Regions from separate parts of the Hordeum vulgare genome. Here region 1 is linked to region 2. The links are chromatin contacts, called in public Hi-C maps. All regions are on one chromosome and are shown on one strand. Each heading gives the region's core, a stretch centred on a gene start, on an enhancer-like site or on the middle of the called end of the contact. The rest is flanking DNA. Distances are from core to core; before and after follow the strand shown.

Region 1 (6,800 bases), core at 3,515-6,014, 380 kb before region 2:
TATGCTGACTCTCCAAGGCGATGCCTCGAAGAAGGAAACAACATAGCCGCCACCATCGCCCGCTTCGACCATCCGACGCTAGAGATTTCTCCCGGAGAGTCATGCAATGGAGCTCCACGACAACGCCTTCAAGAAGGGGAACGACGCCATGGCGCCGCCGTTGCCGGCACCGACCCAAAGTCAGGGTTGGGCTTTCGCCCGGAGCTCCACCACACCTCCGAATCCGAGCAGATCCGAAGCACTGCACTGCACAACACACAATCCCCATGGTCTACGTCCACCGGCTCCACCTCATGGTGCAGCGCCCTTGGCCTGCCCGCGAGCAAGCCAATCCGGCACAGCCCGATGCCACGCTTCCTTCACCCCGCATGACACGCACGCACCTCTGGCCAGCACCAGATCCACCAGAGCGAGCAAATCCACCCCTCGCAAAAGGGGAACGAGATCCAATCCGCCCCCACCGTACTGCAGTACCGATGCCACATCCCAGCCATGGCGCCCCCAGCACGAAAGCGCCCTCTTCTTTCTGGTCACACCCTCGGCCCCCGGTGCCACCGCGCGCCGGCGGTGACTAACCTCTACGTCGTGGCCGCCGCCCGCATCACGCGAGCAAACCCCGCGCCAACCCGAGGCGCTCGCCCCTGAACGCATCGCGGGAGGCCCACGCCGACGCCGTGGCTCCCTTTGCGCGCCCAGCAGCCTAGAGCAAAGCAGCGGGGACGAGCCTCATCAGATCCACGCCGCCCAGTGCCCGAGAGCACCGGCACCGCCCCTAGCCGTCCAGCCGACGAAGCTTCACCGAGCAGCCGCGGGACCGCACCTCCACGCGACCGACACGCACGCGCTGGCTTTACCCGGCGGCGGCGAGGGAGGTGAGCAGCGAAGTGGGTGCCGACGGCGGCGCCTAGGGTTGCGCCCGGGCCGCTCGCAGGAGTGGCACAGGGCCTGCAATTGTCTCCCTAAAATGTGTCCTTGGTGATACTGCTGTACTATTATGTTAACATTTGGCAGAAAAGAAAAAAGGGGGGAGTAGCTGTATAACCAAACAGGTATACATAGGTAAGAAATTATTATGGTCACTAGAAGGGTTGAATTGCCAAGAGTTTCACTGTTTTTGCTACAAGAAAAATGAGTTTCCCCTGCTTTACATAACAAGGAAAATATTATGATCATCGTATCAAAATTACCACTAGCACTCAACCGAAAGCAGAGGACTGGAGATATTGAACCTTCCAAAACCAGTATGTACAAAGACCAAAATATGGCGGAAAATGTTTCTAAGAAAAATCTTTGTTTTAAGCAAGCTGGAGATATTGAACCTTCCAAAACCAGTAAGTACAAACACTTGCAAGTGATCATCACAACAGAGTGAATTACCTTGTCGCCTGCAGCAAGAATGACCAATTGGCCATCTTCAGCTGGCTTCTTGCTCCCTGAAACTGGAGCTTCAACAAAAGCTCCGCCCTTTTGTTTAACCGCCTGCAAACAAGAAAACCATGTTAGTTGGGGAAGAGAGGAATAAAGTAATAAACTCACAAAAATGCTAGAAATTTATTATGTTGATACTATCAACAAACAAGGACTAAGATTTAGCATTTGCTCGAAACACAAATATAGGCAAATGCAATATTTGTCACTTGTATTCATCCAACTGTGCTTAACTATACAATGTTATATCAAGTCCATTACTGATCTAGGAATGCACATTATTCCATGTCTCCTACATCTTTTCTCACTTGTGCCTATACTGATTGAGTTGGGTATCCTACTCCTTACGCTTGCTGTTCAACACGTCAATTCTACGTATGTTTTGGACGATAATATCATTCTTGGTCCTCTAAATGTGAACGTCCCCGAGTCACAGTCTATGGTGTAAGCCAAGTATCATGCCACCACTCATGTCGTCAGTGAGACATGTTGGTTGCGGCAGCTGCTGCAGGAGCTACATCATCTACTTGCATACTGCAGTGTTGTTTACTGAAACAACATCATCATATAATAATTGTCTGCCAACTCGGTGAAGCATAAATGGATCAAGCACATTGAAGTTGATGTTTGTATTCTACTAGAAAAAGGGAATTATATTAACTAATTCTAAGCATGCGGACATGTTCACCAACGGGTTCACCGCGCTAGTGTTCACTGAGTTCTGTTCCAGTCTCAACATCCCAGAACCAGCAGCTGTAGCTGCAACTACAGGAGCATGCAGTCACACACTACTCGCCTCATAGGTATGGTCTGACTAGTTAGAATCCACATCCTCATTTTATTGCTGTTGGTTATCATTCCACGTATAAATCACCCTCCCTGCCTCACCCTCTGTGCCTCGTTTGGTATAATTGATATGCCTATTAGGTGACTCCTCGGTTTCCTCTTTTAATATGTCAACCTACCTTCCTGGGGAAAAAGATTTTTTAGGAATAATTCCGGGGACTGGAAAAATGTGATTGCTTATAAGTATGATGTGACTTGTCCAAATATTTTTTGGACCAAAACAAAATTTGGATCTCCTTTCTGGAAAAGTGTTTCCTGGGCTTTACAAGCATCTAGAAATTTTTATCATTGGAAAATAGGAAATGGTGCTAATATAAGTTTCTGGCATGATGTTTGGGCTGGGGAGTGTTCCCTTAAAGTAAGGTTTTGGAAATTGTTTGAGATCTGTAATCAACAAGAATGTGCTGTGGCCCAAGTGTGGGATGGGGTGACACTTAAGCTATCATTTAGAAGGTGTGTTGATCGTAGTGGACTAAGTGATTGGGGAATGCTTATTAATCATATAAAGAATTATCCTTTATCTGATTCTCTTGATACTCCTGTTTGGGATTTGGAATCAAAAGGCATTTACTCTGTTAAGTCTTTTTATAAGTGTATCAACTTTGGAGGTGTGGTATCTCCTTTTGGAGACTCTTTATGGAAAACTTTGTGTCCTCAGAAAATACATGTGTTTTTGTGGTTGTGTTTATATAACAAATCCTTGACTAGAGATAATGTGGCTAAAAGGAAAACAATTGAGGATAAGTCTTGCCTATTTTGTAGTGAAGATGAATCCATCCAGCATTTATTTTTTGAGTGTGTGAACTCTAACCTGATTTGGGATATTATATCTGATTTCTTTAAGATTTGCAGAATAAGTTGCATTAGTGAGGTTGCTTCCTTTTGGAAAGTTAATAAACAAAAGCCTGTTCTTAACTTGGTAATTGCTGCCTCCTTGTGGAGTATATGGAAATTAAGAAATGAATTCTGTTTCCAGGGGCGCAAATGGAGAAGTCTGGACTGCAACATTGTCAAGTTAAGAGGGATTTTGCTTCGATGGGAAGTTCTTTGTGGCGCTGCTCAGCAAACCGAACTGAAACAGTTCATTTGTCTGCTGGACAAGCGTCGGGGGGAGATCCTCAGGATTGCTTGGCGATGATCTGAAGACCTGTCCTTATCCTTAGTTTCTTTTCTCCCTTGGTAGTTTATCTTGCTTGTAATAAAAGTAGACTACCTTGCACTTTCCAGGACAGCTTCCTTTGTTGGGGTCTGCCTGTGGTTATTTTCGGTTGGTGTGTTAACTGCTATGTACCTGGTTTATGGGCTTTTTGTGCTCCATTTATAAAAAGTGGGGTAGGGGGGGGGGGGGGGGAACCCCTTTTGTTCAAAAAAAAATATGTCAACCTACCTGTGTCCAGCTACAGAATTTTTATCTCTGGTGAACTCTATTCACAAGTAGATAGAATAAAATGTAACTCAACTATCTGAAACATAGTATGTGCTAACGATGCCATCAATGATGCAGAAGGCGAGAAATGGATTCACAGCAACTTAATCAACTTAACCCTCTGAGCAACGAATTCAGGAGCTCAGGATTGAAAACCAAAAAAAAAAAAAACACAGCCTCACCCCTTTCCAGTATGTGCTAATAATGATGCCCAGCCAGTCGAACTTAAGACAGTGCACGGGGCAAAAAGAAATGGCACCTGACTGTTACAAGCCATAAGCAAGAAGAATACCTCGCTTATCTTGCAAGAAGTTGCAGCATCAACAGTGGACATGTCCACGTAGCCCTTGCCCTCCCCGATTTGCTCGAGCACACCATCCTTGTCGAAAACAACCTAGATGAATTTGAAAAGGCCAGGAAATGGGGATATCATATCAGCGACAACAACGGCATCCCGCAACGCTGGAGTAAGAACAAAAAGGGTTCCCGGCGTCACTTAACAGATAGCGCGGCGCTGGGATCGGAGAGCATGGCGATGGTGTACTTGCACTTGGCCACGACGGACGCCGGCGTGTCCCCGACGGCGGCGCCCATCGCGACGAGCTCGTCGCACTGCCAACACAAATTGCCACGGGTTCTCGGGATTATTATCGGATAGGAACAAAATAAACGGAGTATGGGACATGAATCAATCGGTCGATCCTCCTCCAGAGGACCAAACCGCAGACGGATGGATCCGACGAATCAGGGGGGCATCGCGTACCTTGGAGAGGGTCCGGTTCCAGACGGTGACGCGGAAGCCGTGGCGGAGGAGGTTGGCCGCCATTGCCTTACCCATGATGCCCAGCCCCAAGAAGCCGACCTCCATCGCGGCCTCCCTCTCCCTGCTGCTGCTACTCTTCTTCGTCTTCCTAGCACGCGGAAGCCGTGGCGGCGGGGTTGGCTCCTCTCCCCTCCTCTCTCTCGTCCCCTCTTCCTGACTGCACGCGCACCCGCACCCGCCACTAGCGACACCCGCTTGTGCTCCTCCAGTGGGCAGCCGAGGCTCCTGCTCCTCAATGGTCCCCTCGATTTTTTTTTATTTTTTTTTCCTTGTCGTTCGCTTTATCCAAGAGTTTTTTTTTTTAACACTTATCCAAGAGTTTTTTTTTTTTAACACTTATCCAAGAGTTTCTGGTGCGCTGAGCAACTCCATCCAGCGGATTCTTAATAAAACTCTCCCACCTCAATAATACTTCTCAGATTATTATGGACGGATGCTATTGCTTTCAAAGGTCCCAAATAAAACTCTTCCAATATTTTGTTTTTGTTCTTTGCGTGTACAAACATTAGGAATACTTAGGGTGTGTTCAGTTGGAGTTGGAGGGATGGCATGAAACGCCATGGGTTCGACCCATTCCAAGCCCACATTCTCGCGGAGCCGGCACGCAGTGATTCCCCCCGATCGAATATTCGGCCCAGATGTGGAACAAGGTCATACCTCAAAAACGGTCGGACCACGTGGAACGGTTACCTCCCTCGCAGTCGCCCTCGCTCCCAGGTGCGATGCCTCCCGCTCCTCCCTCCCCCTCGTCCCTTCCCCTTCATGGATGTGAGCTCCATCGGTGCTCCACCCTTCTCCGTCGACCGGCGGCCGCCTCCCCTCCTCTCATCTCCTTCCCCACTCCATGGATCTGAGCTGCACCGACGGCTGGTGATACGTCTCCAACGTATCTACTTTTTCAAACTCTTTTGCCCTTGTCTTGGACTCTAATTTGCATGATTTGAATGAAACGAACCCGGATTGACGTTGTTTTCAGCAGAACTGTCATGGTGTTGTTTTTGTGCAGAAATAAAAGTTTTCGGAATGACCTGAAAACTTACGAGGGTTTTTGTATGAAATATATAAAAATATCAGAGAAAGAATCAATTGAAGATACGCTTTCAGTGGGCCAGGAGCCCTGCAGGCGCCCCCCCCCCCACCTAGGGCGCGCCTAGCAGGCTCGTGGGGCCCACGTGGCTCCTCCGACTTCATCTCCAACTCCATATAACCTCTCTCGCCCAGAAAAAAATAGGAGAGAAGATTTCATCGCGTTTCACATACGGAGCTATCGCCACCGCATGTTCTTCCTCGGGAGGGCAGATCTGGAGTCCGTTCTGGGCTCCGGAGAGGGGAAATCGACGTCGTCGTCATCATCAACCATCATCCATCGCCAATTCCATGATGCTCTCCATCGTTCGTGAGTAATCTTATCGTAGGCTTGCTGGACGGTGATGGGTTGGATGAGATCTATCATGTAATCGAGTTAGTTTTGATGGGGTTTGATCCCTAGTATCCACTATGTTCTAAGATTGATGTTGCTACTACTTTGCTATGCTTAATGCTTGTCACTAGGGCCTGAGTGCCATGATTTCAGATCTAAACCTGTTATATTTTCATCAATATATGTATGTTCTTGATCCTATCTTGCAAGTTGTAGTCATCTACTATGTGTTATGACCCGGCAACCCCGGAGTGACAATAACCGGAACTACTCCCGGAGATGACCATAGTATGAGGATCCCATGTATTCACTATGTGCTAATGCTTTGTTTCGGTTCTCTATTAAAAGGAGACCTTAATATCCCTTAGTTTCCATTAGGACCCCGCTGCCACGGGAGGGTAGGACAAAAGATGTCATGCAAGTTCTTTTCCATAAGCACGTATGACTAAATATGGAATACATGCCTACATTACATTGACAAACTGGAGCTAGTTACACATCACCCTATGTTATAATTGTTACATGATGAATGCCATCCGACATAATTATCCATCACCGATCCAATGCCTACGAGCTTTTCCTATACTAACCCTTGCTAAGTTACTTTACCGCTACTGCTGTCACACTTGCTATACAAATTACTACTGCTACTGTTACTGCCGCTACCGTTACTATCATACTACTTTGCTACTAAAACTTTGCTGCAGATACTAAGTCTTTTAGGTGTGGTTGAATTGACAACTCAACTGCTAATACTCGAGAGTATTCTTTGGCTCCCCTTGTGTCGAAACAATAAATTTGGGTTGAATACTCTACCCTCGAAAACTGTTGCGATCCCCTATACTTGTGGGTTATCA
Region 2 (6,763 bases), core at 2,471-4,970:
CGTCGTTCTAAGCAAGATAAGGTGCATAAAAGGATTAACATCACATGCAATTCATAAGTGACATGATATGGCCATGATCTTGTGCTTCTTGATCTCCATCACTAAAGCACCGGCATGATCTTCATCATCACTGGCGCCACACCATGATCTCCATCATCATGCCACCATCGAGGTTGTCGTGCTATCTATGCTATTACTACTAAAGCTACAACCTAGCAATATAGTAAACGCATCTTCAAACACAAACGTTAGTTTAAAGACAACCCTATGGCTCCTGCCGGTTGCCATAGCATCGACGTGTAAGTCGATATTAACTATTACAACATGATCATCTCATACATCCAATATATCACATCATGTCTTTGGCCATATCACATCACAAGCATACCCTGCAAAAACAAGTTAGACGTCCTCTAATTTGTTGTTGCATGTTTTACGTGGCTGCTATGGGTATCTAGTATGATCGCATGTTACTTACGTAGAAACTACAACGGAGATGTGCAAATTGCTATTTAGCCTCTCTCCAAGGACCGTCTCGGTCAAATTCAATTAAACCAAAGTTGAAGAAACCGACACCCGCCAGTCATCTTTATGCAACGAGTTGCATGTTGGTCGATGAAACCAATCTCTCGTAAGCGTACGAGTAATGTCGGTCCGGGCCGCTTCAATCCAACAATACCACCGAATCGAGAAAAGACTAAGGAGGGCAGCAAATTGAACATCAACGTCCACAAAAACTTTTGTGTTCTACTCGAGATAACATCTACGCATGAACCTAGCTCATGATGCCACTGTTGGGGAACGACGCATGGGAAACAAAAAATTTCCTACGCACACGAATACCTATCATGGTGATGTTCATCTACGAGAGGAAGATCGGATCCACATACCCTTGTATATCGCTAAGCGGGAAGCGTTAAGAAATGCGGTTGATGTAGTGGTACGTCTTCACGATCCGTCCCATGAACCGTCTCGCGATCCATCCCTTGATCAGTTCAGATCTAGTGCCGAACGGACGACACCTCCGCGTTCAGCACACGTACAGCTTGATGACGATCTCCCCCTTATTGATCCAGCAAGAGAGATGGGGAAGTAGATGAGTTCTCCAGCAGCGTGATAGCGCGCCGGTGATGGTGATGATCTATTCTTGCAGGGCTCCGCCCGAGCTCCGCAGAAATCTGATCTAGAGGAAGAACTACGAGGTATAGGTTTGAGTTGCACGTGGCAAAGTTGTGTCCCAAAAACCCTAAAACCACCAGTATATATGGGAGGAGGGGAGGGGCTATCCTTGGGGCTCAAGAGAGCCCCAAGGGCGCCGACTGTAGGAGGAGATGGACTCCGACTCCAATTCGGTTTGGAGGAGGAGTCCACTCCTTCCTTCCCACCTCCCTCCTTTTGTTTTCTCCTCTCTTTGGTTTTTCCTTTGTGGCGCGATAGCTCACTTGGGCTAGCCTCACCAGCCCACTAAGGGTTGGTGCGCCACCCTAGGACTATTGGGCTCACTCCCGGGTGGGTGGGTGGGCCCCTCCCGGTGAAAACCCATAACCCATTCGTCACTCCCGGTACATTGCTGGTAATGCCCGAAATCTTTCCGGTGACCAAATGAAACCATCCTATATATCAATATTTGTTTCCGGACCATTCCGGAAACCCTCGTGACGTCCGTGATCTCATCCGAGACTCCGAACAACCTTCGGTCACCAACACCTATAACTCAACCACACTAAAACATCACCGAACCTTAAGTGTGCAGACCCTGCGGGTTCGAGAACTATGCAGACATGATCTGAGACACTCCCCGGTCAATATCCAATAGCGGGACCTGGATGTCCATATTGGATCCTACATATTCTACAAAGATCTTATCGGTTGAACCTCTGTGCCAAGGATTCCTATAATCCCGTATAACATTTTCTTTGTCCTTCGGTATGTTACTTGCCCGAGATTTGATCGTCGGTATCCCTATACCTATTTCAATCTCGTTACCAGCAAGTCTCTTTACTCGTTCCGTAATACAAGATCCTGTGACTAACACTTGAGTCACATTGCTTGCAAGGCTTATATGTGATGTTGTATTACCGAGTGGGCCCCGAGATACCTCTCAGTCACACGGAGTGACAAATCCTAGTCTTGATCCATGCTAACTCAACGGACACCTTCGGATATACCTGTAGAGCACCTTTATAGTCACCCAGTAACGTTGCAACGTTTGATACACACAAGGTATTCCTCCAGTGTCAGTGAGTTACATGATCTCACGGTCATAGGAATGAATACTTGACACGCAGAAAACAATATCAAAAAAATGACACGAACACATGCTACGTTCATAGTTTGGGTCTTGTCCATCACATCATTCTCCTAATGATGTGATTCTGTTATCAAGTGACAACACTTGTCTATGGTTAGGAAACCTTAACCATCTTTGATCAACAAGCTAGTCAGTTAGAGGCTTACTAGGGACAGTGTTTTGTCTATGTATCCACACATGTATTTGTGTTTCCAATCAATATAATTATAGCATGAATAATGAACGACTATCATGAACAGAAAAATATAATAATAACTAATTTATTATTCCCTCTAGGGCATATTTCCAACATGGAGGTGGGGCGGGGGCGGGAGGCATGGTGCGTGGTGGTCGTGGGATGTTTTTTAAGGGGTGGGATGTGTCTTATGGTTAGTGTGGTTAGCGATGGATCAACCTGGTAATGGTGGGATGTTTTTTCAAGGGGTGGGATGTGTCTTATGGTTAGTGTGGTTAGCGATGGATCAACCTGGTAATGGTTGTGGTTTCTTGTGTTAAATATGAAAAGATTCATGTTAGTTATAGATTTTGTAGACGAATGACCCATATTGTTTGGATCCGTTCCATTCGGAAAGCTCCTAGTCGGTGCCTTAAGCGCCGGCTAGGAGAACCAGCGCCTACATGCCCCGCAAAATGGGCCGACCCAGTTCCAGGGCTAAATTTTCTATAAAAAAACCAAAAAAGCAAAAAAAAACTGAACACAAAAAGTTTATAAAAGTGAAAATGGTTCATAAATTTTGAAACGAAAGTTGATGAAGTTGAAAAAAATTCACTGTGATCTAAAAAAAAGTTCACAAATTTTTAAAAAGTTCATGGATTTAAAAAATTAATTCAAGATTTTGGAAAATGTTTTAAAAAAAGTTTGTTGAACTGAAAAAAAGTTCACAAACCTTAAAAAAGTTCATGCATTTAAAAAAAAGTTCATCAAATTTAAAAACAAATCATCAAAATTTGGAAAAAATTCACCAATATTCAAAAAAGGTCACGAATTTTGAAAACTAATTCATGAATTTGGAAAAAAGTTAATAAAAACAAGCCTGCACTTTTTCGAAAAAACAAAACAAAAAATATATAATAAAATGAAAATGAAAATTTAATAAAAAGAGTAAATAAAAGAAACAAGGAAAAAAAACTCAAAGAAAAACAAGTCCTAAAAAAACTAAATGAAAAAATACGGGAAAACCGTCCTCCCACTGGGCCGGCCCATGACCGGCGCTGCAGGTGCCGGTTAAAAAAAAGCACTTTAACCGACGCATGCAGCGCCAAATAGGATTTGCCTTTCATTCGTCCTAGGGATAGTAGATGTAGGACGCGAGGATTGGCCACGGCCCGTCTGCCGGTGTCCGTCTCCGACTGCTTAGCCTGTAGGTGGTTGATCCGGAAACTGGATTTTGATCGGACGGACGGTGCAGGTCCGCACCTTGCTCCCGAGTCCCTGACCAATATACACCTCCCCTCCGGTGCCCCAGGGACCCCAATCTCCGTGGTCGACTCCCGACTCAGGCGGTCGCCGAATCCTCTCTTCGCCGACGCTGTGAAGAAGCGCCCGAGATTTCTTTCCCGCGCCGCCCCGCCCCCAACTGCCCTAGCGTGGAGCGGACAGGAGATCCGTCCAGGCGAGTCCTTCTCTCGGTGGTACGGAAGCCCTAAATTATTTTTTACTTCGAGGAGTTCCTTGTTCGTTGCTGCGAGCAATCAAATGCGCAACCTTGTTACTTTCTGAGACGCTTGAATCTATCCGGTTAGCCTTGGATTTGACCCGGTTTGATCTAACATCAGCTTGGTTCCCCCCCTCATAAAGTTGGGGTTCAGCCGAGCTAGGGTTTGTGCCTGGCTGGCGTTGGTAGGCCGCATTGCGCTTTAGCGGGGTACGGAAGGGAGCCTGGGGACTGTCGCTCTTAGCACAAGAATGTTCGCTATGACTTTAGTCCTCACGTTCATGTGTTTCCCTGCGTGTTTTCTTATGTGCTGGTGTAGAATTTTATTTTGATGGCATATATGGTAGTAGAAATATTTGAAGTAGACGTGTTCTGACGCCCTTTGGTGATGATTGCAGGCAAGTATTGTCCAGATGAGTTCGAAGAAGGTTCCGTTCAATCGGCATAAGGAGAATGAGGAGGCGAGGAAGAAGGTCAGGGGTTTGGGTCCCTTTTAAACCTTTCCTGAGATACTTCACCTTGTTTTCTGCACACACTTTTGGTTCATATCTGATTTTAACTCTTTGGTATTGTGAAGAGGGAGGAAGACGAAGCGGCGCGCGTGTACGCGGAGTTTGTCAAGTCATTCGAGGGTGAAAGCGCATCTGGGTCAAAGTTTGTCCGAGGGGGTGTTATCGATCCCAATGCCAAGCTGAGAGCTGATTCTGAAGGTTAGTGATAGGGGTTTCATTCTCCTCTACTTTGCCATGGTTACCTTCCAGTTTCTAGTTTCAGTATCAATCATGATGGATATATGCACTGTTTCTTTTATTGCTCTAATTAATCAAGAGGCTGCCCTTTTTATTCATTCGGCGATGACAGGTGGAAATTCCAAAGATAGGGGGTCTGTTCCAAAGAAGGGCAGTAGGTAACTGAAATAAATACTTGATTTCTAGAAGATGGTATCCTGTGGCACCACGGCTACATCTTTAGACAGTCATGTGCTGATATACCCAGAAATGAGACTTCAGAGACCAAGCATGAGCAGTTTTGAAACGCCTGATGATATATATTCTGGCTTATAATTTACTATATGTTACAATTATGACTCCTGAATTATTTGTTTATTTACCTTTTGTTGCCAAGGGTTGAATGCATTTAAAATATGTGTGGTTTGAAGAAGAAAATAAATAGTCTTGTCTGGCCTTATGAACAACCATGCCATCTCATTTCATGACACATAGTGCACCTGCATTTATACTGTAGGTCAGACTATAATTGTGCTTTCTCAACATAGCTATTCATCGTTGCGCTGACCTAATGCTCAAGAACTTGATAGTGTATTAGTGGTGCAGAATTTGTGTTCTCCTTTGTTTACGGTACACGAGTAGTGTGGTCATGACTTTGTAGAGTCACATACCACGAAGAGAGTATCCATGTTGTTTCTATCAAAGTGCAATTAATCACGAGATTACTCTAAATTTGTAGAACATGTATGAATAATAATTCATCCCCAGCAAATGCCATATTTAATGGTATTACTGTAATAACTACCAAATGCATCAAGCTTTTGTGAAGTTATTGAATGTCAATGACGCCGATTGTACTCTCCTAGAATCTTGAGCCAACTTCCAAAATTTCTGTGATTAACATCTGATGCTGTCCGGTCGGGATAAGTGATCAACTAGTGCGTGCACATGGTTTTGTTTTTATAATCACATTGTGGTTTGAGGCTACTTGTACTCTGACCCCTGTAACTTCTGTTATTAACTAACTACTCCCTTCATATCAAAATATAAGATGTTTTCATAGGCTAGTTTAGCCTACAAAAACGTCTTGTATTTTGGTACAGAGATAGTAGGAACTAGAAATCAAATGATTCTAACACTGTTTTCACTAAGAATAAAACCAATGTTTAAAGTCTGACATAATTTTGCAAAAAACATACAATTAAGTTAACAACTGCAATCCATGTTTAGGTCCAGTTTCTGGCTAATGTGTCATAGAATTTTGTTAGTTGCAGCGAATGTTTACTAGTTCTGATATGAGTTTGCTTTTGTGACAAAAAATGATGTTTTCAACTAATTATTTTATTCAAACGTGGAAAAATGTAGGTAGTCCTAAACTGCAATGCAGATTGGACCTTTACTTTGACTTTTACTTGTCTCGCTTCTCATGCTAGCAAAGTTAAGAATGCTCTGTAGTATCCACTAAATCATTGAAGGCACGGCCCTGTAGAAAGTAAATTAGGTTATCTTTTGGGTTCAGTTACTCAAATATCCTTTAGCTTTTGCTGTTATCCATAATCCCATGGCATCTAGTGTACAAATGACATGCGGCATAGTAACTTACGAGTGTAATACATACCTTATACATAGCATATTTTTATCCAGGTATGTTCCATCTTTTCTGCCACCCTCATTTGGGAGAGAACCAGAGAAAAAGGTTTGTCACTGACGTTATTCTCATGATTGCCTCTGTAGTCAGTATGGTTCTTCGGTTGAGCATTACTACCTTGACCTGCAGAAGGAAGATGAGCGGCCAAAGGAGAAGGAAAAAGGAAAGCCACGGGCAATAGATACTGTCATGGAGGAATTGAAGTTGGAGAAAGAGCTTCGAGAAAGGCGTAATCAAGAACGAGCCAGTCGACATGGTGACACCTCCGTGGTAGGTTCTGTTTTAGTGTATGCTAGAGTGGACCTTTTGGTTCTTTCTACTAGACGTAATATGAAATAAATCATTGGGTAATTTTTATTATATATGCTGAAATGTTCCCTGTTAGGCGACTAGAATGTGAAACTAAATCCTGTTTGCTGAC

The links. A called contact is a pair of places that touch in the nucleus more often than the background predicts.
Region 1: a Hi-C map of leaf shows a contact between it and region 2, with 3 times the contacts expected there. The contact joins the promoter of LOC123401760 here to the promoter of LOC123401031 in region 2. A contact is called at or near these places in 2 of 6 Hi-C or Micro-C datasets (leaf and seedling).

Annotation. Positions count from the first base shown.
Region 1 is chr6H:116,823,227-116,830,026 of MorexV3_pseudomolecules_assembly, reverse strand. It overlaps LOC123401760 (glyoxylate/succinic semialdehyde reductase 1), which reads right to left and starts at 4,764. Exons shown (of 8, transcript XM_045095613.1): 1 at 4,464-4,764; 2 at 4,202-4,312; 3 at 3,993-4,094; 4 at 1,378-1,479. The coding sequence starts at 4,568.
Region 2 is chr6H:116,442,390-116,449,152 of MorexV3_pseudomolecules_assembly, reverse strand. It overlaps LOC123401031 (protein RRC1-like), which reads left to right and starts at 3,720. Exons shown (of 18, transcript XM_045094748.1): 1 at 3,720-3,943; 2 at 4,365-4,439; 3 at 4,544-4,676; 4 at 4,828-4,873; 5 at 6,339-6,390; 6 at 6,472-6,612. The coding sequence starts at 4,380.